Regions from separate parts of the Cricetulus griseus genome. Here region 2 is linked to region 1. The links are chromatin contacts, called in public Hi-C maps. All regions are on one chromosome and are shown on one strand. The core of a region is the stretch at or near the end of the contact, and the rest is flanking DNA. Distances in the headings are between cores, read along the strand shown. Region 1 holds the start of CUNH2orf50. Region 2 holds the start of Pdia6 (protein disulfide-isomerase A6).

Region 1 (4,875 bases), core at 1,589-4,088:
AATTGGGGTAGCCAAAGGGGGCTTTTGACTGCTGGACTTCAATACTTTGTTAGCTGGACCTTCATAGTCAGCCTCAGAAGGAGAAAGTGGCCAAATAAGGGAATCAAACAGATTTTAGCAAGGCAGAGGGTATTGGAAGAAAGACAAGGCCTGTCATGTTTGTCAGGGGCCCCAGTGAGCTGGAGTCCCTTTACTTCTTGCACTGGTCCACTGGGTCTCCCCTACATTTGTCTCTGCCAGCGCCCAGTGTGGCTTCAGTGCCACCCTTCAGAGGGGTCACAGGATGACAGCCTCATCTGTCTCTTGCCCCTGTCCTGGTGGTTCCAACTCTGCATTTACCTCAGTGCTTATAACTCATCAGTACCCGCTCTGTGCAGAGTAAACTCCCAAACATCCCTATGTCAGGCTGCATCTGCACCCGGCCTCCAGCCCCAGACTGTGCCCCCTCCCCTCTCTTCTCTCTCTGGTATCTAAATTTTTCAATCCCCAGTTTTGTCATGGGCAAAATCCTTCTCATCTGTGAAGACCAAACCCCTGCTTCCTCTTTCATAATGAACTTTTCTTGGGAAACACAACACACATGTCTTAGGGTTTCTCTTGCTTTGAAGAGATGCCATGACCACTACAACTCTTTTTGTTGTTGTTTTGTTTTGTTTGTTTTGTTTTTTGAGAGTTTTTCTGTGTAGCTCTTGAACCTGTCCCGGCACTCCCTGTAGACCAGGCTGGCCTTGAACTCACATAGTTCTACCTGCCTCTGCCTCCGAAGTGCTGGGATTAAAGGCATACACCACCACCACCCAGACTGACAACTCTTACGAAGGAAAACAATTAATTGAGTGGCTTAAAGTTCCAGAGGTTTAGTCCATTGTCATCCTGGTGGGGAGGCAGACATGGTGCTGGAAAATTTGCTGAGAGTCCTACATCCTGATCCACAGGCAACAGAAAGCAGACATAGGAGACCTCAAAGTCCACCCCCACTACAACACACTTCCACCAACAAAGCCAAACCTCCTCCACCAAGACCATGTCTCCTAATAATGCCACTCCCTTTGAGTTTATGGAGACCAACTGCATTCAAACTACCACAACATGTCTATCCACCCCCTCAGATAGGGATCCCACAACAGAGACCAAAGTATGGATACCACAAAAGTCCAACTTGGTGAATCACTGGGTTTGGGGGGATTATTTAAGGGCATATGGATGAGAGGTCACTCACAGAGGTAGTGACTCAGAGACAGCTGCGTCATTAAAGCCTACCCAAGCATGGTGACAGCTCACAAAAGCTGGGAACCTAGAGCACACAACAGGCAGCTCTACATGTTGGAGAGTGTGTTTTCCAGGTGGCTCAGTTGTGGCCTCTGGTTCTTCCAGGCAGCTTGGTTTCTCTGAAAGTGGGTCCTATCAGTACTTGCTATATTGTTTACTGTTGGGAAAGGCAGAGCCTGGTGAATCTGGTCAGTTTCAGGGACTTCCTGAAGCTATTTTGAGTTGTTTACTTTTGGTCTTATGGAGCTTGCTTGCAAGAGAGAAAACTGCTTCTCAGCATGAGACCTGAAGCTAGAAGAGTCGTGTAGGTGCCACCGATTGGCCGAGCCCCAGGCACCAGAGCATCCCTCCACTTTGGGCACCTCTGTCTGCACCTGGTTATTTCTGTTCTCCCCTGGGGGTGCAGAGAAGGAGCGCCCTGCTGAGCAGGAGTTAGGCATGGAGTGTCAGGGAATGAATGAGGGGTCTATCAACAAACCCTTCCATGATGCACCACGGTGGTGAGGAAGAGGGGTAGAGTGGCTGGAACAGAAGTTATGGGAATGTCTGGGTTTGGCTAAGTTGGGGGAAAAAAAAAAAAAGCTACTGGTGCCGCTGAGGGAGCTGGACTGCTCGGGTTAGAGAAGAAACAGAAGTGGGGTCTGCATCAGTACCTTAAGTCCTCAGTATGCCTTTTTTTTTTTTTTTTTCTAGACAGGGTTTCTCTGTGTCGCTTTGGAGGCTATCCTGGCACTCTCTCTGGAGACCAGGCTGGTCTCGAACTCACAGAGATCCGCCTGCCTCTGTCTCCCAAGTGCTGGGATTAAAGGTGTGCGCCACCAACGCCCAGCCTCAGTATGCCTTTTATGACCAGCTAAACTCAAAGCCACCTGGACGGGTCACTTGCCGCTGTTGGATTCTTACCTGCAGACTAGGTTTAGGAAAGCCTTCCTTCTTGGCTGGAGTGTGACTCAGTGGTAGAGCATATGCCTACAAATGCTGCCCCCAGCTGGTCGGCAGGATCAATGGCAGGGCTCCATGGACTTTCAGAAGGAACATTGGTGTCCTGGCTAGTTTTATGTCAACTTGACACAAGTGAGAGCTATCTGAAAGGAGGGAACCTCAATTGAGAACATGCCTCCAAGATAAGATTCAGCTGTAGGGAATTTTCTTAATTACTGATTGATGGGGAAGGCCCAGCCCACCCAGGCTGGTGGTCCTGGGTTCTGTAAGAAAGCAGGCGGAGCAAGCCATGGGGAGCAAGGACCTCTCCATGGCCTCTGCATCAGCGATCTGCAGGTTTTAGCCCTGTTTGAGTTCCTATCCTGACTTCCTTCTGTGATGTGGAAGTGAAAGCCAAATAAACCCTTTCCTCCCCAAGTTACTTTAAATAGACAATTGATAGGATGACTTCACTTCCTGCCCTGGCCTCACATCTGTCAAGGCCCCGGGGCGCCTCCCCTGGGAGCCTGCGGTGTCCACCAGGGGGCAGCACAAGATCGTGCTCCTCTCACCTGCCCACGCAGCTCTCCGGAGCACCGCCTACTGGGTCTGTCCCGCCCTCCGGCCCAGGGGAGGGCTGGACAAAGCACAGACAATCTGCACCCCACAAAGGGGCTCAGATGTCTTCAGCGAGCACTCAGTGGGGTCCGCCCCTTCCCGTGTGCACCCGGGAGCCTCCTGTTCCCTGGGCGACAGTCAACACAGACTGGGCCAGCAGAACACAGCTGGGCGCAGATGCTGCCCCAGCCTGGAGAGTTTCTGTCCACATCAGTCACTCATTCTGAGCTCGGGATCCGTTGTGAAGATCTTGTGCAGGCTTTCCTGGGATAAGGAATCTCAATCAGTCTCTCTTCTCTCTTCTCTCTCCCTCTCCTATTCTCCTCAGTCCCCCATGGGCAGCCAACACGCTGGGCTCCCAAGAGCCACAACATCCGGACACGGACTGCGTCCTACCAGGCATCTTGCCTCAGTTTCCAGGGCTCGGGATGGCCCTGCAGCAAGCCGGGGTCATGCTGGTGGCTGCCAGGGTGCCACAGCCCCTGGTGTGCAGCAGGACCAGCTGTGGAGGGAGCTTGTGGAAGCCGAAGCCCGAGGCCAGCAGCGGTGGTGAGTGACCTGCCCCTGCCTCCCTCCTCCCGCAGTCCCGCGCCCCCAGCTGCTTTGGTGCTGGGGAAAGGGAGAATATATGGAAAAGAGATAAGAGGGGGAGAACTTGAAAGTAGGATGCAAGGAAGGCCTGCTCAGACCCAGACTGGATCTGAATTTGCTACAAGAGCCCAGGGCCTTGGTCCCAGCAGGTGGCTGGGAATAGAGACATAGAGAGGGCTCTGATCCCATCTCCCAACTCATAGCAACCTCCCCAGATGGACATGGCAGGTGAGATGGGAGGAAGCTGGTGGTGCATAGCTAAGGCACTGCCTGAGCAGGGATGCTAGCTAGGGGGTGGGAGTGGGTGTGGGGGCCTCCTCCATGCTTTCAGCTTGATGGTAGTCATCACGAGCATAAGAAGGGAAAAGAGTATGGTGGGTCCTCAAAAACTCTAAATAGAAAAAATACCATACCATCTAATAATCACCACCTTGGATATAGAGCTGAAGAAGACAAGACTAGAATGGCAAAGAGGCTCATGGTTCCAGAGGGTTAGCTTCTTTGACCATCATGGCAGAGAGCATGGCAACAGGCAGGCAGCCATGGCACTGGAGCAGTAGCTTAAGTCGGTATTCAAAAACCAACTGGGACTAGCATGGGCTTTTTAAGCCTCAAAGCCCTGCTCCTGTGATGCATCTCCTCCAGCAAGGCCATACCTCCTAATCCTTTCCAAACAGTTCTACCAACTAGGAACCAAGTATTCAAACACATGAGACTTATGGGGTCCATTCTCACTCAAACCACTACAAATGGTGACCACTCAAGCCTGTAACCCAAGCACTACGAAGGCAGAGAGAGAAGGATCAGAACTCCTTTAATCTGGGCACTCAGAGGCAAAGGCAGGCAGATCACTGTGAGTTCAAGTTCAAGGCCAGCCTAGTCTACAGAGTGAGTTCCAGGACAACCTCCAAAGCAGAGAAACCCTGTCTTGAAAAACCAAAACAAACAAACAAAAAAATGTCAAGGCCATCCTCAGTGAGTTCTAAGCTAACCCAGACAAATGAATAAATAAGAAAACTGTAAACTTGAAGTGTTAAACACATCTGGAGTAAGAAGAATTTGTGGAAATTACTAAAACAAGATAGAAAACTTCTCTGGTCACTCTGTGGGCTGTTCCAAAATACAGCACAGGCATTTGGCACGTATTGTGATTACGTAGCATTTTAACTTCTCCATAGAGACTTAAAGATATGGTGAAAGTCAATCTTAAGAATATTCCAGAAAAAAACAAAACAAAAAACACTCACATTCCTGTGCGTTCCTTTCCAGGGCTGAGAACTGGGGTTTCCTGAAAGACTATGACCCTTTGGTAAGGTACCACGTCCCTCAGAAAACTGCTTACAGCATGAATATTCATTCTTTCTTTATTTTCTCACGGGGCCTGTGACCTGAGATGTCTCCTCTCCTCAGGGAAATAAGAAGGAGCCTAAAGAGCTTCCTACAGACATGCCTTTCTTCTCAGACACGGTCCCCAGC
Region 2 (4,875 bases), core at 1,036-3,535, 210 kb before region 1:
AGTGACAGAGGAGTTATGGAAGGCTCCATTTCATTCACAAAGTGGGACAGGATGGGTACATCTGGATGCCAGTGGGGCTGTTCCCGAAAACAACTATCCACCATGGAAGCCATCAGCCACATGTGGTTACCCCAAACTGAGAGGTCCTCCAAGGGTTAGAAAAGCATACCAGGTTCCAAAGATTTGGAGAAAAAAAAAAAAAAACAACAAATTTTATTAATATTTTCATACTGATTGAGTATGTGCTGAAATGATGGGTAAAATACAGATGATCAGGACTTAGTGACAGCATTCTAACTGAGAGGTATGTATGGAGACTATGTCACCATGTGACAAAGGCACAGATAGGGGCAGCTAGGACATCAATCATTAGGGCGTAGAATCCAATGGGGTTGCCACCATGAATATGGTCATTGTGCAATGTTACCTCTTCTGCTTCAGTTGTGGCTCCTAGAAATAGGATTACATTGTATACAAAGTTGCACCATTACAATTTCTATTGGATGGTGCTGTTCCGCAAAGGGAATAGTAGTTTGCCTCCAAGTGCTGGGATTTAAAGACATGTGTTACCAGGTCCAGAGAGTTCTACTACTTACAAGACTGTTTAAAGATGTTTATGAAATTGTTACGAATCCCTATCGGCTCAATACACTATGTCTTGTGAGAATTTCAGAGCCAGAAAAAAAATTAGAAGTTATGGACACTTTGTACACAAAGTTTATGGACTATTACCTCCAACACTAGAAACTTGTTGCAGTCTACTTCTGACTGGTGGTCACCCTAAGTTTTAAGGTATTTAGGTCTTAGAACTTTGATAAGTGTTGTTTCTAATGGGTAGCCACCTGTTAAGGGAAGCTCAGAGAACTAGGTGAAGTGTAAAGCCAAAAAAATCTAGGAACTGTCTAGGAAAACAAATTGTCCATGCACAAGAAATGCCTTCCTGAGGCATGGAGTCACTGTCCATCCCTGAGGATGCCGGCAGAGGATACACATTCTCCCCTGACGCCTAAATGGTCAAGAGAAGCAGAACCACCCGATTCTGTCTCAGTGTGATGGCTCCAAGAAGATCTACCAGGGTCAGGGAGGTGCAAACACACTGCCGTTGGCATCTGCTCACCAACCAACAACCCCCTTCCTGGGGGGGGGGGGCTGATTTACTATGCAGAGTAGGTCAATGCTGACCCATCAAGTTCTGTTTCACAAGGCCACTCTACACAGTGACAATGAGCACCTCCAGGAAACAGAACTCCTGGGGTCCACACTCCATGCGTACAGATGGTTGTGCCATCTGTGGCTTCCCATTCAATCTCCGTAGCCGTTAAGGGTGTTATAAATTCACGCCTGTAACATTTCTGCCTGGCACCCGCCTGCAGCAGGGTGTCCAAAAAGAAAAGAAAAATAGGGGACTGACTACCTGATTAAAATAATGAGTTAATTGATAGGCTCACTTTCATAAACACTCACGGGAAAACTAGAGATTAAATCTTTCCCTCTCATCTGCTCTCCACAGTAACCCAGCAAGTACTTCTTAAACACGTACTACCTACCGCTCATAGGGTAAGCACGGTTTAAAAAGAAAAAAAAAAGAAAGAAAGAAAAAAAAAAAAAGGCAGAGAGGCGAGAAAACGTGCTCCCGGTCACAGACAGTAAACGAAGGGGGAGGGAGTGCAGGGACCCATCTCCCCTACTTTCCAGCCAGGATCTAGGCTGCGTTAAGTAATGTCTGAGAGTTTAGGGCCGCAAACAAAGACAGCCGGGGAGGGAGGGAACCCCCAAATTCACCCACTGGGTCGCTAAACATCATTCCGGGGCATCTGGGTGGACGCTCAAAGGCTTTAAAAGTGCTCAGGTGCGGTGAGGCCTCCCTTGGAGGGCACTGGCCACCTTCGGTTTGCATCTCAGAACCGGCTTCTGCTACCGGCGTCTGTAAGTGAAGGCTGAGGTGGACCGGTGGACCGGTGGTGGCTCGCACTCGGGGTGAGCAGAAGCTGCGAGTCCCCGGCTCCCCGGGGCCTCCTGCAGAGGGCCCAGTCGGGCCTCTCCCACCCCGCCAGCAGAGAAGTCCCCAGGCCGGCCCGGCACTCTGTCCCCACCGCTCGGGCCTGCTCAGCGGCCCCGGGCCCTCCGACCTCCCCCGGCCCAGCCTCCCACCGCAGGCCCGCGCTTACCGAACCCAAGGCGAGCCATGCCGAGAAGCCGCATTCTGTCCGCGCCGCCGCCGCTCCGGCTCTGCCGCGCCCACGTCCCGCCCTCGGCTTCTAGCGGGCGGTGCGCCGGCGCGCGGGGGCGGGCCGGAAGGGCTCGCCGCGCCGTGGCCGCCGCTCATTGGTCTCTGTGGACTTCGCTCGCGTGCCTGGCCAATGGGAAGCGGCCGGGTAGAGGTTACCGGTTTGGTTTTTTTTTTCTTTTTTTTTTTCCTTCGTGGGGCCAGGGACCAGCGGTGGAGTGGAGCTGGGCGGGGCGAGGATGGGCGGGGAATGAAGGGGCAGGACCAAAGGATGTTCTGAGCTGTCCCTGCGGGTCCCCCTCGTCCCCTTAATTTTTCCTGAGCTAACTGGAAATCCAGGGCTGAGTCTTCATTTCTCCCAGTTCCTCATTCTCTTTCCTCTTTGCCTCTCTCGTGGCCCCTTCCAGCCCTCACTTTTTGACCTGTCTCTTATGTTGGGAGACTAGCCCCGGGTCCTCAGTGTATTTACGGCCTTATTAAATGACATATTTATTCCTTTGTACGCGGAAACCCTTTGCCGAGCTTATTCTGTATAAAGCACCTTTCCACACTTATTTTGTTAAATTGACCGCAAAGCCTTGCTCACTCACGTGACCCTGGGACCCTCAGAGCTTTAAAGAGCTGTGGGAGGTGGCCAAGGTGGGGGCTAAAATGCATCATCTGGCCGAGAGTGCTTTGCAATATTTACAAAGGTGTTTTAAGGCGAACACAGTAAGACACAATTAAAAATAATGTCTGGGGATGCAGTTCTGATGGTAGAGTGCTTGCCTAGTATACATGAAGCCCTGGAGTAGATTTCAGGCGCCCAGAAACACACCGTGGTGACTGTGCTGGCTAGTTTTATAGCAGCTTGACTCAAGCTAGAGTTGGAGGGAACTTCAATTGAGGAAATGTTGCCATAAGAACCAGCTGTAGGGCATTTTCTTCATTAGTGATTGAGAGCCCAACTCACGGTGAGGGGTCCATCCCTGGGCTGGTAGTTCTGAGTTCTGTAAGAAATCAGGCTAAACAAGCCATGAGGAACAAGACACTAAGCAGCACCCCTCTAAGGCCTCTGTCTATTAGACACAAACTAGAGTCATTTGGGAAGAAGGTACCTCAATTAAGGAATTGCTTCCATCTGTAAGGACAGTGGGTATGTCTGTGCAGGCTTTTTTTTTTTTTTTTTCCCGATAATCCATGGAGGAGGGCCCAGCCCACTGGAGGCAGTGCCTCCCCAGGACAGATCAAGCCAGGAGGCAGGGGTCCTGTGTGGTCTTAGCTTCAGTTCCTGCCTCCATGCCTCTTGATAGATTCTAACCCAAATTAACTGTTTCCTTCCCAAGCTGCTTTTGATCAGTGTTTTATCACAACAGAAAACAAACTAAGATAGCCTAACTGTGCCAGGTACTGTTGGAGTCACAGCCACTGGCCAGGGAGCACACAGCTTACACAGAGGCCCGGGTGACAAAGGCACATTGTACTGCTGTGTTCCTGAGTTCTGATTCAATGAAGACCCTGGTACCATGGAACCCAGAATTAATCCCTTTTTTGTTTGTTTGCTTGCTTCTTCGGTGTGGTAAAAACGTACACACAATTGGCTGCTTTGCGTTTTCCCACAGTGCTGGGTATCAGACCCAAAGGTCACAGGTGCTATCAAGCATTCTGCCACTGAGCTAGCTATGTCCCCAGCTCCTCACTAGTATCCACACCCAGGTTTTTCCTTGTTCTAAACCAAAATTCTGCCCATAAGAACTTCACATTCCTCCCTCCCCCTCATCCCTGCTCATCATACTTTCCTGCTCATAAACTTGGCTAATGTAAGTGCTTTGTGCAAACTGGGTCATTTTTGTCCTTCTGTAGTCTATTTACTACATACAACATGGCACATGTATGCTGCTGCACATGTGTTCAAAGTCTCTCCATATTATAGCATGTGTTAGATTTTCATTTCTTCCTAAGGCTGACTGATTTTCCATTGCAGGAATGAACCATGTATTCTTTACCCATTCCTCTGTTGATAGGCATCTGGGGGCCTCTTGCTTTTCAGTGTTAATACCACTGTGAGCATTGATGTTCAGGTAGCTTCAAGTCTTTGGGAATATAGCAGGAGCACAATTGCAGGTTCCGGTTGTAATTCTTGTGATTTACATTAGAGAAATTGTTACAATGTTTTTTCACAGCAGCCGCTCCACCTGACACCCCTGCTCACAATGTATAATTTGTATCCTGCTTTTTCCTCCATCAATCTGAGTAGAAGTCAGGTGTGAGGCCTCCAAGCGGATTGAGAACCAGTGTGTGGCTAGCTGTGGGTGCCCTTCCCCACTGCCATGAGATCAGTGGTACTCTGATAGAGGCTACTCCATCCTCAGGCCCTGTGATGTCCTATGGAACAGAGTGGAAGCTTGGCTATAAGAGACACAGAGCCTGGGAGGGAAGCAGCCTGTCACTGGAGTAAGCCACCAAAGTTCAGCTCCATACTTTCTGCTGCAAACCCCGGTCCATCCTGACTATTGTTGCATCTGAGCTCTATGGCTCTGGGATACTGGATATGCTTTTGTCTATTCTTGTTTTCTTAAATATAAAAGTGATGATTCCTTCCCGCTACAGCCGGTTCTTTCACTTAGCACAGAATGCCTGAGTGCCTACTGTACACACAACTGTGCTCA

The links. Hi-C and Micro-C count contacts between places; a contact is called where the count stands out from the background.
Region 2: a Hi-C map of the CHO-K1 cell line shows a contact between it and region 1, with 6 times the contacts expected there. The contact joins the promoter of Pdia6 here to the promoter of CUNH2orf50 in region 1. A contact is called at or near these places in 6 of 8 Hi-C or Micro-C datasets (the CHL-YN cell line, the CHO-K1 cell line, the CHO-S cell line and 2 more).

The regions. Positions count from the first base shown.
Region 1 is chr7:26,227,476-26,232,350 of CriGri-PICRH-1.0, reverse strand. It overlaps CUNH2orf50, which reads left to right and starts at 2,838. Exons shown (of 3, transcript XM_027424672.2): 1 at 2,838-3,357; 2 at 4,669-4,708; 3 at 4,810-4,875. The coding sequence starts at 3,143.
Region 2 is chr7:26,432,232-26,437,106 of CriGri-PICRH-1.0, reverse strand. Pdia6 (protein disulfide-isomerase A6) reads right to left here and starts at 2,285. Exons shown (of 13, transcript XM_027424676.2): 1 at 2,169-2,285. The coding sequence starts at 2,202.